2 separate regions of the Astyanax mexicanus genome follow, and region 2 is linked to region 1. Evidence: chromatin contacts called from public Hi-C data. All regions are on one chromosome and are shown on one strand. Each heading gives the region's core, a stretch centred on a gene start, on an enhancer-like site or on the middle of the called end of the contact. The rest is flanking DNA. Distances are from core to core; before and after follow the strand shown.

Evidence for each region. Hi-C and Micro-C count contacts between places; a contact is called where the count stands out from the background.
Region 2: a Hi-C map of muscle shows a contact between it and region 1, with 10 times the contacts expected there. The contact joins the enhancer-like site here to the promoter of LOC103044415 in region 1. A contact is called at or near these places in 2 of 3 Hi-C or Micro-C datasets (both in muscle).

What each region holds. Positions count from the first base shown.
Region 1 is chr17:20,987,774-20,992,922 of AstMex3_surface, reverse strand. It overlaps LOC103044415 (glucocorticoid receptor), which reads left to right and starts at 2,444. Exons shown (of 9, transcript XM_022676219.2): 1 at 2,444-4,967.
Region 2 is chr17:21,059,139-21,064,287 of AstMex3_surface, reverse strand. No RefSeq gene overlaps it. Among protein-coding and RNA genes, the nearest start is that of yipf5, 22 kb to the left of the region's middle. Within about 2 kb of position 3,162, the one cell type or tissue checked has an H3K27ac peak away from gene starts, as active enhancers do.

The DNA of each region.
Region 1 (5,149 bases), core at 1,195-3,694:
CTTGTAAACAGAAAAGATGTTTTTTAAATATTTTTTTCAAATGAGTTTTAGGTGAATTTACACTTTGCAATTTTAAGTGGCTAAGTCATATTCAGGTACAATCCCAACAATAAAAAAAGAAGAAGCGACCAGGTTTAAATGGGATCATTGTTGTTTTTTTTAAATAGATAATGACATTGACATGTCACGCAATACAAACATTGACAATTAAATGCCCACACTTGCATTACTTGCATACATTCTTAAGAAGGATTCTTCAAGAGTTCTTTAGAAGAGGCAATTGTTCTATAGAGACTGTAAAAATTGTTTCCTTGGAGGTAGTCACACACACACCAGGTGATCACAAAGCATCCAAATAATATTTAATGCACTTTTTAATCATGATGCCGGTAATACAAGACACTATATCAGCTCTAAGCTTTCTTCATATTTCCATCTGTGTTTGTCGCTTGTCAATCTGTCATGTCGTGTTGCTTAAGATTAAATTGACACCAAATTGTGGCTATAAATCAAGTCCTCCTACTGGCCTACTAGTGTGAACTCCTTGGCTTTGGAAAAATGAATGCAGCCAAATAAATGCTTAATTTATCACATTTTACACACATATACGAATATCCAACAGCCTTATCACATATCCCATTTTCTCTGTGATAATCTCTAATAGTTATAACACAACAACAAGCTGTGTTCCATGTTGCTGCTTTGCCAGGCTAGAGAACAGAGCGATTCCTTCAGGTCGGCCCATAGAGACCAGTCAGACTCTATCTTGCTGTGCTCCTTCGGCTTAATTAACCATGCACATGCCCACTCCACACCCGCCAGACCATAATGAGCTTGTTGGCATGGGAGGGTGCGTCTACCCGTCTCTTCACTCCCCAACTCTGTCTCCATCTTCTGAACGGAAAAACAGTGCCTCTTCCAGCTGTGGCTAACAGTGCAGTCCTTTTCTTGCCTCTGGGCAAACGGTGGAATTGATTGAGTGAATCAGTCTATAGGTGATTAAAGGTACATTCGCTCACAGCTGTTTCAGCTGAGCCTGTAGATCCTGTACACTCACACGACGGCATCCCAGGTGGTCCCATCAAGGTTCAATTGGTGATAAATTTGGTGATGGGGCAGGCCAAGAAATATATATATATATATATATATATATATATATATATATATATATATATATGTATATATATATATATATATATATATATATATATATATATATATATATATATATATATATATATATATATACATATATATATATATATGTATATATATATATATGTATATATATATATATACATATATATATATATACACATATATATATATATATATATATGTACCTATAACTACCTATAACTACTACTTTTAACTACTTTTAAGTACAATAACATATTTATGAACCCATATGAAGTGAACCTCATGGAAATAAGATTAAATAAAAAAAATTAAAATATATTTTTTTAATATATATAAAAACGTTTAAATGTAAAACATACTTTAATCTTCTTTTATATACATAAAAACATATATACTACCGACGCTTACTATGGAGGACGAAAAATGACATGACAAGTATAAATAAATAAATTCACATATAAATTTATTTATGAATAAATAAATATATAAATAAATAGCTAAATAAATACATGCATAAATAATTGGAAAGATAAATAAATAAATAAATAGATTTCATATATTCATATATTTATTGATTGATGTATTTCTACATTTATTTATTTATTTTATATATCTGCATTTAATTATTTAATTATTTATTTCAACATTTTTACATTGATTTATTTATTTAATTATTTATTTCAACATTTCTACATGTGTTTATTTATTTATTTAGTCAATTACTTATTTTAACATTTATTTAATTATTCATTTACGTATTTCAACATTTCTACATTTAGTTATTTATTTCCACATTTCTTCATATATTTATTTCTGTATGCCTGCATTTGTATGTTAGAATCTGGTTGCCTCTGTTTGATTCACATTCCTGCTTTAAAGCGAGGATAGGACCGCCTTCCTAATTACCATACAGATGCAGAAATAAATAAATACATGAAGAAATGTGGAAATAAATAAATGTAGAAATACATTAATAAATAATTATGCAAATACATGCAGAAACACATAAATCAATAAATAAATATATAAATAAACAAATGCAGAAATACATCAATCAATAAATATATAAATAAACAAGGTCCATACATGAAAATATGGAAATAGAATTTTAAGTGTGTACTTTTTCATGACAAAATGTACTTATTTATTTATTTATACAATTATTAATGCGTGTATTTATTTATCTATTCATTTTTATGTGCATTTATTAATTTATATTTATGCCATTTTTCGTTCTACTGTCTTAATCCTGTCACCCTTTGCGGGCAGCGAAGTGCTGGGTGTCGCTCTGCGCATGCGCGTCCCTCTCTCGGTAAGTGAGTTAGTCAAGTTAGTTAGGTTATGTTAGGTAATGCCTTTTCGTTCCTATCAGTTTAAATCCTCCCGCATTACTTTGCTTCTATTTGTACTTTCTTTAATGAAGAATGTAGCGGGTATCCCGAGGGCACTGCGCTATGCTGCGCCACGCTGGGTGATATTAGAGCTTAATAGTGTTTGAAAGAGGGCTGAAGAAGACAGGAGAAGTCACCTGAAGAAGAAGAGAAGCGCTCTCGGGTTTTCTTATTTATCTGAGCTCCTGTCGGTGTGAATGTGCCCTTCGCCCCGGGCTTTATCTGCGGACTGTAACGCTAGGTTAGATTAGTTAACTAGCTACTGCGCCATCTAAAAACCAACCGTGCTGGAGGCTAGCTGCTGTTTTAAAGGACACACGCGCCCTTGTCACAACTTTTTTTTTATGTTAAGACGACATTAGAACGATATTTATCACGTTCGTCCGGTTTTTGGTGGCATTTTTGGGTAAAGTGGAGGGAGGGAAAAGTTCAGGCTCCTCTGGCTGCGGCAGCTTTTAACGTTGGTTACGTTAACTTACGTTAGTTAGCTAGGTTAACTCGCGTTAACTAGCTTTCGCCTAGTTAGCTAGCTAGCGAAGTTAACGTTAACTGGCTATGCTAACTAGTTAGTTTAGCTAGCTAGCTTTTTTTTCTAAACGCGCGTCGTTGACACCGAGCTAATGCGGGGTGTGTCTGAAACGTCAGATGTGCTGCCTAGTTAGTGAGCATTCTGAGGCAGGAAGGCACCCAAGCTTGTCTGAAGCGAAGTTTAACCAGTAATTTAACACTAGCCTTCTGGTTTAATGTGTTTAAATGCTAGCTAAAAGCTAATGAAAACACTCAACAGCCAAACATACACAATTAAACAGCAGTGAACTGTTTATAGACTGCCAGCGTCAGGACCTGCGTATTTTATCCCCTTTTGATTCGGATACACGAATCTTAATCACTACACTGCCTTCTAAGTGATATATCTAGGTTAGCTAACTAGTTAACCTTGCTAGTGTTGAGCAGCAAGAGCATCAAGTCAGTCAGTATTTCTTGCGGGTTAGAAACAGGAGTAATGTAATGTAAGCCGGGGTGTTCTGTCGAGTTATGCTACCTTGTCAAACCGCGCTACCCTAGTAGTACAGTACAACTGTAAAAATGCAAAAGAAGTACTATATTAGAGCATGTTCCTAGTGGAATCACAGTAGATGTGGTTAGCTTTAGTATATTTGGATAGCATAAATCACTGTATAAATTTAAAGTTACGGCAATGAGAGATCATTACAAACTGCTTTTGTATTGCTTATTATATTTTAAATACTAACTATTGCATTTTTTTTATTATTAATAATTTAAATTTACACTTTTTTCTGTAATGACTGAGTCCAGGTTGTAACAGATTCATTATTAAAAAAAACGAGAAATAATAAAAAAAAAAAGTGTACGTCGGCGCATGCGCAGTGCCTTTAGGAAGCACTTATTTATGGGTAGCACAAATCGACAGAACACCGGCGAAGCTGCAGCTAGGCAAATCGTGTGATATAACTAGGTTATAACCTATCCTAAGTTATCTAGGTTATCTTTGTTAGCTAACTATTGGTTATAAACAATTCTGTTCTAAAAGCATCAGACAACTCTAGGTAGCGTTAGCTAACCTAACTTGTTATAAGCTGACTGTGTAGCTGGCGTTGTTACGTTACTGTGTTAACGTGGTTCAGTGCTGCTGACAGTCTGTAGCCTGTGCCTGCTGTCAAGTTCAGCGCATTTGGCCGTGGCGTTTTTTTTTGTTTAGTGCAGCGAGCGAGGCGCAGGACTGAACTCAGTTTGTAAACAAGTAACTAGCAAGCTTATAACGCTGGACTTTTCCCAAGCCGCCGGATTCACCCACACAGTAGCTTCTTCAGCTCCCATAATATTAGTTTGGATTTTTTTTCGAGGGGCGTTCACCGTGGACGACTGACACAGGCTGGGTTTTAACTAGTTAGTTGGGTGGGCGAAATAACTGCAGTTGAGCTTAGCCTGCGTCGTAATTAGTTTAACGCTAGCTAACTACTTACTAAACACGCAGATCATTGCCTGTATGCTGCTCGCTGCCCGTCCGTCCGAACAGCCAGCTCTAACCTAGCGTTATTTATCAGAGCCGCTTATGTAACGCTGGCGATTCCGCATTCGACACCACAGCGAGCCGGCGGTTAGTCTGGGCATGTCAACAGCTCTGCTCCCGGGGCTTATTTTCGCTTTCAAGCGGGAGAAATTAACCGCTCTCTAGTCGCTTTTCGCTTTGACACGTCGTTTCGAGGTAGACACGGTACAGACTAAGGCAAAACTCGGGTTAAAATCGTAAAAAAAACGCCGTCCAAGCGTTTCGCAGCGCGGCTAGCCGCGTTAACCTAACTGACCTAACTAAGTGACAAACATGCGTGGCAAGTGAAGGCTCAACTAGCTGGAGGAATAAGTCTTGGATTTAAAGCCTGGAAATGAACTTGCTTTCTTCGTAATTCTAAACAGGTAAGTTTAACTAGCTAGTTTGTTTCCTAAGCTTCTCCTTTCTTTTATTTTCTTTTTTTTCACAATAGTTATAAAAGTGTACGTAGCTATTTTAATTAGTGTTTCTAGGTTAACTTGCTAGTTATAGACTTACAGTACAGCTAACGTTAGCTAGGTAGCGTTAGCTAGTAAACCTAACTAGC
Region 2 (5,149 bases), core at 1,913-4,412, 71 kb before region 1:
ACTTGATATTTTGACCTTTCAAAAATTTTCAGTGACCAAAACAGATGATTTAAACTTAAAAGATTCATCAAGCTGCATCATAGCGTACACCAGTACCCAGTGGCAGGGGCAAAAAAGGCACATTTTCCAGACAAGAAAAGCACCAATAGGAGATTTTGTTTAATTTTTTTTTTCACTCTTCAATTTCACTTTTCAAATTTGGGGGGCACCAGAAAGCCCCACCTTGCAGCTGCCATTGGCAAAACCCCCTCCACCAAGTAGCTGATACCTGTATGGAAGTGGAGCCCTGTGGCCATTAGTGATCCTCTCTCAGACTCATCCATCAAAAGTCACTCTCTCCTTTCATCTGTCCATAAAACCTTTTCACGTTATTCTGTTTCAGATATTTTCTTGGATGCTTCAGCTTGTAAATCTTCTTTAGTGGTGGTTGTGTTCCAGCCTGCTGTTTTCTGGCCATGTCTCCTGGCAATCTTCATCTCGTGTTTCTGAGACACTCCTGGTCGGCTTCATTGGTGTATGGTGTATATGGTGGCACTTGGGGATACTGAGCTCCTGTTAGCTGTTATTCGGAAGTATTTTTCAGTTCATTTGCACCTTTTTTTCACCATCCTTTTTATTTGGACCCTTTTGAGTATATGCAACAATCCCTTCATCTGTCCTGTGATCACACTTTCATAGTTTAGCTATTTGAAGAGTGTTGCATCTGTCTATCATTGTCATTTCATCACTCTGTGACCTACTTAACATAAGCTAATGAGGCTGCTTAATAAATGTGAACACACTATTATAAGGTGTTAATTACTGTAGGCCACACACTCCCATATTACACACAAATACACATATATATTAGATATGAAACCTGATCATTTATTTATTGAAGAAAAGTGATTAAAGTTGAATTTGGCCATTCCAAAGCATTACCTCTTTTCTCTTATAACCATTCTTTTGGAAGAACGACTTGTGTGCTTAGGGTCATTGTCTTTTATATTTAATCGAGAAACAATTCATTGTTCTATCGTTTATGATAAACCATCCTGCCCAGATTCAGCAAAGCAGGGCCAAACCATGATACTACCACCACCAAGTGTCACAGATGGGATACAATAAGGTTTTTATGCAGTGTTTTACTTTATCAACCATTATGCTTCTCATTTAAAAACAGAAACGTTTATTTGGCCTCATATTTTTACAAAATATTTCCCTAGAAGCCTTGTGGCTTGTCCTTATGAGCTTTAGTAAACTGCATGCCGACAGTAATGTTCATACTAATGTTGTTCAGTGTTTTCTTGTCCAATGCGAAAAAGGCCTTTAGTTGCTTAGAAGTTACCTTTGGTTCTAGTGTGCACTCGCACACTATTACACAGTTTGCTTTTGGCATGATTTTTGTTGGTCGATCATGTCTGGGTGGGGATATAAGAATCTTTAATTTTGTGCACAATCTGACTGACTGTGGATTGGTGAAGGTCAGACTTTGATGAATCTATTTTCTTAAAATAAAAACAAGGATCTGCCTATTAAAAATACCTATTTTTGAACCTGATAAAGTTTTAGATTAAATGCTTGCAAAAATATCGAAAATTCAAAGGATTGTTCATCCACTCTTGGGCACCCTTGTATATTTTAGATTTGATGTCGAAAAAAAAACACAAATATAATGATAATAATCTGAATAATGATATTTGCACCACAGTGTGGGCATTTCTCGAAAGAGTTTGTACAATTAGCACCACATAATGGATGAGTAGCTAATTCACATTCTTCACTCACAATCCTTTATCCATGCCCCAACGATACAAATTTATGTCAGTGAACCAGTGTGTCATCAAAATGAAAAGTTCTTTAGCCATCGATTGTGAACAAGTCAGTCGAAATGATTAGTCATGTGATCGTGTATCAGTTTGCTCTGTAAGGATTTTCTCAATGCTAATAGTTTGATGACAAATTATAAAAAAAATGATTAAAAAATGTTGAACTTTTTCCTGTGAATCAAAAATCAGCAGTACAAAATTACATATTACTGTTTATGACAGTAAGAAATTGGACAGAATTCACCTATATTATTTTACAGTTTGTACAGTATTTTATTGACAGAGCATGTCATTGCACCACAAAACTGACAGATAAGACTGTCACTACATTGTGTTTCATCAGGTTAAAGCCAGCTTCATCCAGGTGTATGGTTTTGCGATTTATTCCAGTTTGATTATGCTGCATTCCAGAATATACAACGTGACCATTATGAATTACATTCATTGTTAATTCTGGATGAGAATCACTTACTGTACTGTATAGCACTATACACCGATCAAGCATAACATTGTGACCACCTGCTTGTTTGTACATCCATTATCCATTTTTCAGCTCCACTGTGCATATAAGAACATTTAAGTTAGCCATCAATTCAGAAGATATTTCCCAGAAAAACTCTAAAGGAAATGTATCAAATCTGCATTACAGGCTCTAAAAACTAGTTTAACTAGTTTAACGAAGAAGTAGTATAAATACATTTCCCAACCCCCCTTGGAAAAAGTACCTTTAGTTGTAGAGTGTCTTTTTAGCTACAGCTGTATTTTAGCAAGCTTATACACTGCGTTATATTTTTTATTGCTCTTTTATAATTGCATTGTTCGTTGTAATCTTCATGTTGTTGTTTTTTTTTAGGTAGACAATTTCAAGATCTGTCCAGAGACAACGGATGAAAAATAGACTTTAGGCTAATTCTGGTGCATGTACAGTAATGTTAATTAATGTACACGCCACAGTCCCTAAATAAACTATTAAATAAAATAAAAACTAATTTGAATGTAAGGACATAATAGCTGTTCTGGAGTTTGAGCCAGTTCAGCAGTGTCATGTATAATAAATATATCATGATCTGCAAGACAGAAGCGATTGTTAATTTGGGAAACAGCAGACAGTTGTACAGAATTATTTGCTGTTTGTATAAAATAAATGTGCACAAGTGTCTGGATGATAACTTGCAGCACTGATTCTAGCACCCATTAGATGGCAGTGTTGAGTCAGTGACTGTTGGCTCCAGCTCTGGAACTGTCTGGCTTTGGAAATGATGGTCCCGATCATGGTCAGCTCCAGCAGAAGTTGCGTAACGACGGTCCAGCTGGGCTGCTTGATTGGCAGGCCTGTGGAAAGAGCCTCTCAGAGTGCAGAGTGATCCACAGAGGAGCCAGTCAGTGAGCCGTCTGGATTTTTCAAAGCATAAATATTTGCCTTGAGGAGTGACGGGCACAACTTCTTCTGCCCTTGTCGACATGGCACAACCTTCCAGCATCAAAGTGTTCTTTGGTAGCTGGAGCTGTCAGGTGCAACACAAACACAGGTGTCATATTAAGTGTTTTCTGTCAACAAAAAAAAAAAACAGTTTACATCAGGCTGGCAGGTTTGTGAAGGTCCAATGTGTAGGTCAGCTCTGTATTCGGTTGTTTTAGAATGTCAGACGATGGCACAGGTTTCTCTGTTCCTTGTCCTGCAGTGCAGTGGCAGTACACACACACACACACACACACACACACACACACACATATACATATATATATATATATATATATATATATATATATATATATATATAGTGAGAGAGAGAGAGATTGAAAGTGACATTAACTCAACATGCCTTCCTTTTGCAATCATTTAGTCCCCCATGTCCCCCCCAAACTTTCATAGTTTTTTTACTTTTACCAGACATGGATTTACTTTACAGAATTCAGAGGTGAAATGAGTTTTTGATGGGAGCCATGATGCTCCTGAACGCATCCCATCCAGGAGGGGGGGGAAAAAAACACTGCCCGCCCACACTAAAAACTGATTGGCTGACTCTGACTCTTTGCAGAGAACAGGACAATTTAAAACCCTCTCTGTTTTGCTTTTCTCTTCCTCTGTCCTCCCTTTCACACACGAATGGGGAAAACTCGGGGCATCAGGGACCTGTCATTGATATGCGTCAGGTTCCCGCGACTTCCAGAAGACTTACGATGTCTGATAATGCAGCCAAGGTTTTTAGATTTTTTTTTTTTTTTTTTTTTTAAGAAAATGGCTGTTCTAAGAGGGGTACAGTCCTAGCAGTTAGCAGCTTTAGCATTTGTTTTGTTTGTCTCCCTGTTCAGTTTAATGTAAATAAGTTTCCAAGCAAACCTCCTCTGAATTTTGTTCTTTGGCTAATAATACGTAGTAAATGTACAGTTTATGTATAGGATTTATTAGAGTGTGTTAGACTATATGTGTGTAGCCTCTGGTAAATTTTGGGTTTACTTTTATTTTATTTCAGAAAGAGTTTATGTTTTAAAATGTTAAAAAATCTCTTAAAGCTGTTTACTAAGGTTAAAAGGTAAAAAGTATAAAGTTCATGGGTTAAAAATGTGTTTATAAAATGTGTTTAAACACTGAGTATGAGAAGTTAAAAAGCGTTTTCATTGGCTAGAAGTGTTGTCACTCATTGATAGAGTCTGCCTTTCCTGGTGATTGGTGCTTTGACTGTAGGGGGCGAGCGGAGAGTGTGAGGGAGAATGAGAGAAAGAGAGAGGAGGGGGCGAGAGATAAACGCAGCATCTGAAGGTAGTAAAATAATGTAAAACACGTTATATTTTGTTATTTTATCGGCAAGTCAAGCGCTGGGTTGTCAAACAGAGAACCTTACTTTATTTTAGTAATTCAGTTAAAAATGTGAATCTCATTATATAGATGTATTACACACAGAGTGATCTATTTCAAGCGTTTATTCATTTTATTATTGATGATTTTGGCTTACCCAAAAATCAGTGTATCAGAAAATTAGAAAATTATATAAGACCAATTGGTACTTTCTGCAGTGTGGGCAGTGTACCAAATCCTGCTGGAAAATGAAATCTACATCTCCATAAGAGTTGTTGTCAGCAGAGGGAAGCAAGAAGTGCTGTAAGATTTTCACTGTTAATGTATGGTGTCTTTAATACTGAGTGAGCCTGAAACTGACGGACTGCAGTTTGTTTTCCTGCAGTCTCAGATATAGTATTAAAAAACAGGCTGACCAATCAGAGATGAGCTCTGTTTGCAGATCAAACAAATGGGTTTGATGATGGCAGCAACACAGCTGATCCATCTTGTTTGGATCAAAACACAAATGCTTAAAGGGGAAGCAATAACATTTAGGGTGCTT